Regions from separate parts of the Oryctolagus cuniculus genome. Here region 2 is linked to region 1. Evidence: chromatin contacts called from public Hi-C data. All regions are on one chromosome and are shown on one strand. Each heading gives the region's core, a stretch centred on a gene start, on an enhancer-like site or on the middle of the called end of the contact. The rest is flanking DNA. Distances are from core to core; before and after follow the strand shown.

Region 1 (3,266 bases), core at 369-2,868:
TTAGCCATACGATTGTGTTTCCTTGTTGTATTTTTTGGTTGAGTACTAGGCTAGTATATAGACGGTTAATTGTGTGAAAGGTTGAGTAAGGAGGAAGAGAAAGGTTCTGGGGCCAAGGAACTCCAGTGAGCATTCATTTACATGTAATTGAAAGCTGAGCTTTTCTTCATGGGTAACTACTCTACGGAAAAGACTAGCCAAACCACTTAAAACCATCCACAAACTTGCTGGCCAACTTGGACAGTAATGCTGAAAAATATTGCTACTCCTAATTTATTTGATGATGCTTAGTTTTATAGACTGCCAGATGATTAATGCTGGTTTAAATCTAGGGCCAAGAAATTTTCCTCCAATAAATTATTGTCCTTTGTACCCTTGAGCAAATCTAAGAACATTTATCACAAGTAGTATGTATCAAGGTCTCAAAAGAATATCACTACTGGGTCAGAAGCAAAATGAGCTTGACCCAGGTCTTTGCCAAGAATTGCTTGATTCAATCATTCTTGGTCTGGGAGAGGTAGATATTAACTTGATATTAAGGGTACTCCTCAGAGAAGAGGGATAAAGGACCCACACAAATTTTTAAAATCCTTGTACCTAAGGCAATATTTTTTTTTTTTTTTGGTCTGCAAAGGTAATTAAGACTCTAGGTTTGTATGAAAAATTAAGAGAAACTTAAGGTCTAAAAAATTATTTCGATTTGGAAAATAGTGATTCCTTTACACTCAAAATGTTTAATGACTAATTTTTATTTTGGATTTTTATCTCTCTACTGGAAAACTACTTTATGATAAATTCTACAAGTATTTATTGAAATATTTAAATACTTGGACATTGAGCTTGGTCTTTTGGCTATAAAGATAAACATGATCAAATTCATTCTATCGATGACTATTACATTTTTTAAGAATATATATTTATTTACTTGAAAGAGTGACAGAGGTAGAGAGAGGGAGATATATCTTCCATCTGATGGTTAATCCCCCAAATGCCTGTAACAGCCAGGGCTGGGCCAGGTGAAATCTGGGAGCCAGGAACTCCATCTGGGACTCCCAAAGGGGGTCTCCAAGGTCACTGGGTGACAAGAATCCAAATACTTGGGTCATCATCCGCTGCCACTCATAAACACCAGCAATAAGCTGGATCAGAAGCTCAGAGCACCTAGGACTGGAACCAGCACTTAGATATGGGATGTGGCTTAACCCACTGCACAGCAATGGACGCCTCAGTGCTTATGTTTTCGAATTTGGCTCCCTTAAAACATTTTGCATTTTAGCCCCCTCCCTTCCCAAAACACAATCCAAGGAAGAAGGGATAATCTCATCGCATAGATTTAAAACTATGTGGATGACATATTTTTTTGAAATGTTGAAATGCCAGAGTAATTTTGTTTTACTAAAGGTATATTCTCTTTTCCTTTTTAAGACACGTAACTCTATTGTTCTTGCTGGTAAGAGAATGAGTTGGGATTTGGGCTTTTCATGACCAAGTTAAGTAACCCAGAGCCTTGTTGCTAACAATGAAAGTGAGATTCCCTTTCACGGAAGGACTGGCCCACTGGAAGTGGATGATTCCAGTCTGGCTGATCCAACAGGTTTTTATTTCTTAAAGCTTTGAGCACCGTGAGTCAGAGGGAGAGGAGGAGAGAGCATGAGCTCACTCCAGAGACGCTGGTATTAGAGGAGAAGGGATGGATTGTCTGTTGGACTCAAACCAGAGAAAGGAGTGGCTGTTATTGCAGCAGGAAAATATGAGTGCTGGTTGGGGGAGTGGCTGAGCTGTTTGTGGAGCCGGCTACAAAGCCTCAAGGCAAAGCTTCCACGCAGAGTCAAGCCATTGGTTCCGCCTGAAGAGCGAGCTGGTTTTGGAATCTTTTCCCTCTTTGCCTTTCTTTGCTTAGCAACTTGACTTGAGAGGAGGGAGTCTAGCCTTTGCCCTTGACTCACCTCCACCCCACTTCCTTTCATCTCAACGCTCTCTGCAGTGAGATCACGCTGGTGAACTCACCTGCATTCCGCAGCCAAGAGAGCTTCGGCATGTGAAGATCTGTCTGTGGGTGCACCCAGCGCTGCCTTCTGGTTGGCGCCAACACCTGGTCTGTCTAGTGTGGTAGAACTCTATGGACATCTTCACCGTCACCTTGTGTCCCTAATTGCAATTGGCCAATGGTTCAGATTTTCCTAGAATAAATTTCGTTTCGTCTTTAAACCAGAAGGGCTAATCAAATGAAAAAGGACTGGGCTGGGATTTTATCTCTTATTTCACCCTTAGTGAAGGGATTTGAGGGAATGTCTTTATTAATAAAGCTTTATGAATAGGCTTTTTTTTCTTATTTTTTAAACTTTTTTTAAAATTTTTGACAGGCAGAGTGGACAGTGAGAGAGAGAGACAGAGAGAAAGGTCTTCCTTTTGCCGTTGGTTCACCCTCCAATGGCCGCCCAGGCCGGCGTGCTGTGGCCGGCGCACCGCACTGATCTGATGGCAGGAGCCAGGTACTTATCCTGGTCTCCCATGGGGTGCAGGGCCCAAGCACTTGGGCCATCCTCCACTGCACTCCCGGGCCACAGCAGAGAGCTGGCCTGGAAGAGGGGCAACTGGGACAGAATCTGGCGCCCCGACCGGGACTAGAACCCAGCGTGCTGGCGCCGCAAGGTGGAGGATTAGCCTAGTGAGCCGTGGTGCCGGCCTTAATAAGCTTTTAATACCAGTGACAGAACACAACCTTAGGCAAAAGGAAGGGCAAAGAGGGTCTCCAAGGTCACTGGGGACAGATAAGAAACCTTCTAGCTTTTGTTACTTTTCAACATGTTTTCTCTCCAGGCCACTTTTTTTTTTTTTTTTTTTTTTTTTTTTTTTTTTTTAAGAAGGCTTTTATTTAATGAATACAAATTCCATAGGTACAGCTTTAGGAATATAATGGTTATTCCCCCTCCCCCCCATACCCACCTTTCTCCTCTACTCCCATTCCACCTCCTACTCCCTCTCCCATCCCATTCTTCATTAAGATTCATTTTTAATTAACTTTATATACAGAAGACCAGCTCTACACTAAGTAATGATTTCAATAATTTACATACATAAAGTATAAAGCACTGTTTGAGAACAAGTTTTACAGTTAATTCTCATAGTACAACTCATTAAGGACAGAGGTCTTACATGGGGAGTAAGTGCACAGTGACTCCTGTTGTTAATTTAACAATTAACACTCTTATTTATGATGTCAGTGAGCACCCGAGGCTCTTGTCATGAGCTGCGTAGGCTATGGA
Region 2 (3,266 bases), core at 509-3,008, 240 kb before region 1:
ACTTAGATTTTTATAGAGTATCTCTAAAGGGCTTTACTTTAAATTCCCAGTATTTACATCTTTCTTTTAATTCGTTAGTAGAATAATTGGTAAGAAAACTAAAGTGTGATTATTTTTTAACTATTTATCTTCCTATTAATGTGGTGATATATAATTGTTAATCTACAATCTCCTCTTTACATGGACTCTTTCTTCTGCTAAATCAGGTATCACTGTAAAGGAGGTTTGTTTCTGCTTTGGTGTGAAGTACAATTGTGCTAAATAATTTTGGTGTGAATTTTGCATGTGATTGTAATATGAAATGTGAGCATCCCAAGCAGAGTCTTAACCACTCTAATAAACGCCTGCCCCTATAGGCAGGATTTAGATCTGGGCATTCCAGGTAGGGAAGGCAAGTCACAAATAAGTGGATGCCTCTAGAGAAACTGAAACCATGGCAATAAAAGTGCCTCAGTCTAGTTTTAGGTCTAGGTCTTTAAGTTGCCTAACTCAATAGTGGGCAGGGGGTCTGCCCACTCATATGCATATGTATCTCTCAGTAAATATTGACTGTGTAATTACTCTATGTCATTCACCATTCTTAGCTTTAGAGAAGCTGAGCAAAACAGAACTCCTGCCCCTGAAAAGCCTGCATCCTTAATACAGTACAGGAGACAGGCAATTCAGGTTAAACAAAAACAAACTTTATTGTGTAGTGGACCGAAAGAAAAACACACAGGTGAACACAGCACTCAAGGGCGATGAGAAGAGAGGAAGAAGGCTGCAGTTTTAAAGACCATATGTTCAGGACAAGCATCACGTGGCAAGTAACATTTGAGTGAAGAAGTGAGGAATGAAGGGAGCAGGTCAAGTGGATCTGGGAATGGCCCTCCAGGCGAGTGGGAGCAGTAATAGAGGCCAGCTCTGAGTGACAGGGGAGCCACCAGAGGGGTTTTGGCAGGGGAGGGACATGATCTGGTATAGGTCTTAATGGGTTTGCTCTGGCTGCTGTGTGAGGACAGAGTGGGGATGGTGATGGGGAGAACAAGGAAACTCATTAGGACGCTAATGAAATAATCAGACAGGAGGCGATAGTGGTTTGACCCAGGGCGGTAGCAGAGGAGGAGGTGCTAAGTCATCTGATTCTGGATGTATTTTGAAGGCAGAGCCAAGAGGATTTCCTGACAGATTGGATGTCAGCCGTGGGATTCCCTATCTGCTTTCCCCAGGGACAATAAGGTGTAGCCCCGAGTCATCTCAGGGTGGCTGAGAGTGTCTCCTGGCTCAGCATCATTTTGGCAGAGGGGCTGCTGAGGGAAAAGAATCGTGGTTTTCCTGTCTCCTGTTCCAGGATCAGGAAACGAATCAGCTGAATCAGGGCAGGAGATACTCTGCTGTTTCCTTGACTTTGGAAAACACACATTCGTCCTTCCTAAATGTCATTCAGGTGTGGATTTTTTTTTTTTTTTCACCAAAGTACATTTGTTTTTCCTCCTGAAAGATTGTTTTGTATTGCCTATTTTTAGGAAGAAAAAGGTTACATTTTCATGGAGATATGAAATATGATATATATGAAACAGGGTATATACTACTTGAAAATATTAATGTGTTGACAAAATATGTAGACACACACAGAGTAAACTTTCAGATAGGGAGAGAATGTTTCCATGGATGTTGTGGCAACAGTTCATCCTGGTTACTAGACAACATTGCATAACTGGTGCAGCTATTTCAGTTCCTAACTGCTTATATAAGCAAAGATTTGGAAAGACTTACTTGAAAGAACACAGTGCATGCAAACCTAAATGTCTCAAAACTGAAATTTGTCTATTTGGAAGTGTAGAGTAGTCCTATGCAATATAGTATCCCCAGATCCCCACCCCCCAGGTTCTAGGAGAACCCATGATAGATCAAGTTGCAGGAGTCTCCTGTTTTCCCTGCTTTTCTGTGTGCTGACTTTCCTGGATTTACATATAAGCATCTCCTAAATGTGGGGTAGGTGAGGTTCTTTTAGGTTTTAAAACTTTGTTGAAGTTTACAAGATGGCATTTGAATTGAAAGTTTAGTGCATATGACTTCCAAAACTAAGTGTGCCTGTGACTTTGGGTGACTTGTTAAGCTTTAGGAAATGGCTGTTTTTATGGTATCTTTACACTCTGGCTCAGTGGCCCTACACTGTCTTTTTCCTGTTCTTGCTCTAAGGGGTACAAAGGAAATGAGTTTGGGCATTCGTAGAATTCATGTCTCTGGACTCACTAGCTAGTCCTTCCCTCAAATTTATGGTCATTTTATTAAAAGCCATTTCATCTTCACTTCAAATGATAGTATATATGACTAGTAGGATACAGTAACTGTTTATTCAGTAACTCAAAAAGCTAAATATTGACCTCTGAAATGCTTAATAGGAATAAGAAGAACACTTGTAAGTTTTGAGAAATAATCTAAACACATTAAACATTTGCTTTTGAAATTCAAAGAATTGTCAAAACCCTAAAAAATACTATGCAATAATTAGCAGAAGTAAATAAGGAAAAATGTAACTTTTCACAGATCTCTTACCACTTAGAAAATAAACTCTATTCTTTTCAGAATCAATCTTTACAATAGAGACGGGAGATAAAAGGTTAGCGGTAGGACAGAGATGATTTCCAAACCCCGGGACCCCTGCTCTTGCAGTGCAGCATCACTCATGTTATAAGAGCTACTAACGTTGTGAACGTGATGGCTGGCCTTTATTTTTTTTTTTTAAACAAAATTGTGCTTTGAGATTGTAAACCCAACAAAGTCAACAAGTAAAACTTTTAGCCTGTTAAAGGAACAAGGCATTTTTTTTAAAAAGATCTGGAAAGCTGTGAAGTTTATTATGTTAGTCTCATTGTAGAGAGACTAATAGTGTGCATGCAGTTCAGATGCCTTCCCTTTTTTCTTCCTGCAAATAAAGTATATTACAAATAAAAATAATAATAATCACTAAGTCCCAGGTGATCACAATGTATTGAAATATTTACTATTTTGATCTTCATTGCCCTTAAGTTTTGGAGTCACAATGAAACAAAACTTGTATTGATGAATTTGCCACAAGTTGTATAGTAATTAAGTTTTTTACATTAGTTCAGTTAAATAATCTTATGCAGTGAAACTAATCCTTATTGCTGTTGACAAAAGTGATTTGGGATTCAAACTTTTCTATATGAAATGTGTTTTTTTAAAAAATGAAGAAAACTTTTTTGTAAAGGCTGTTCTAAAACATGCTACTACTGGGAATTCACCCATGTAAATTTTTTTTA

Evidence for each region. A called contact is a pair of places that touch in the nucleus more often than the background predicts.
Region 2: a Hi-C map of embryonic fibroblasts shows a contact between it and region 1, with 2.4 times the contacts expected there. The contact joins two enhancer-like sites. A contact is called at or near these places in 2 of 6 Hi-C or Micro-C datasets (embryonic fibroblasts and an unstated tissue).

What each region holds. Positions count from the first base shown.
Region 1 is chr11:91,862,748-91,866,013 of mOryCun1.1, reverse strand. No RefSeq gene overlaps it. Among named protein-coding and RNA genes, the nearest start is that of DUSP6, 140 kb to the left of the region's middle. Within about 2 kb of position 1,618, at least 2 of the 8 cell types and tissues checked have an H3K27ac peak or open chromatin away from gene starts, as enhancers often do.
Region 2 is chr11:92,103,548-92,106,813 of mOryCun1.1, reverse strand. All of the region lies in intron 10 of POC1B (POC1 centriolar protein B), which reads left to right. Among named protein-coding and RNA genes, the nearest start is that of GALNT4, 74 kb to the left of the region's middle. Within about 2 kb of position 1,758, at least 2 of the 8 cell types and tissues checked have an H3K27ac peak or open chromatin away from gene starts, as enhancers often do.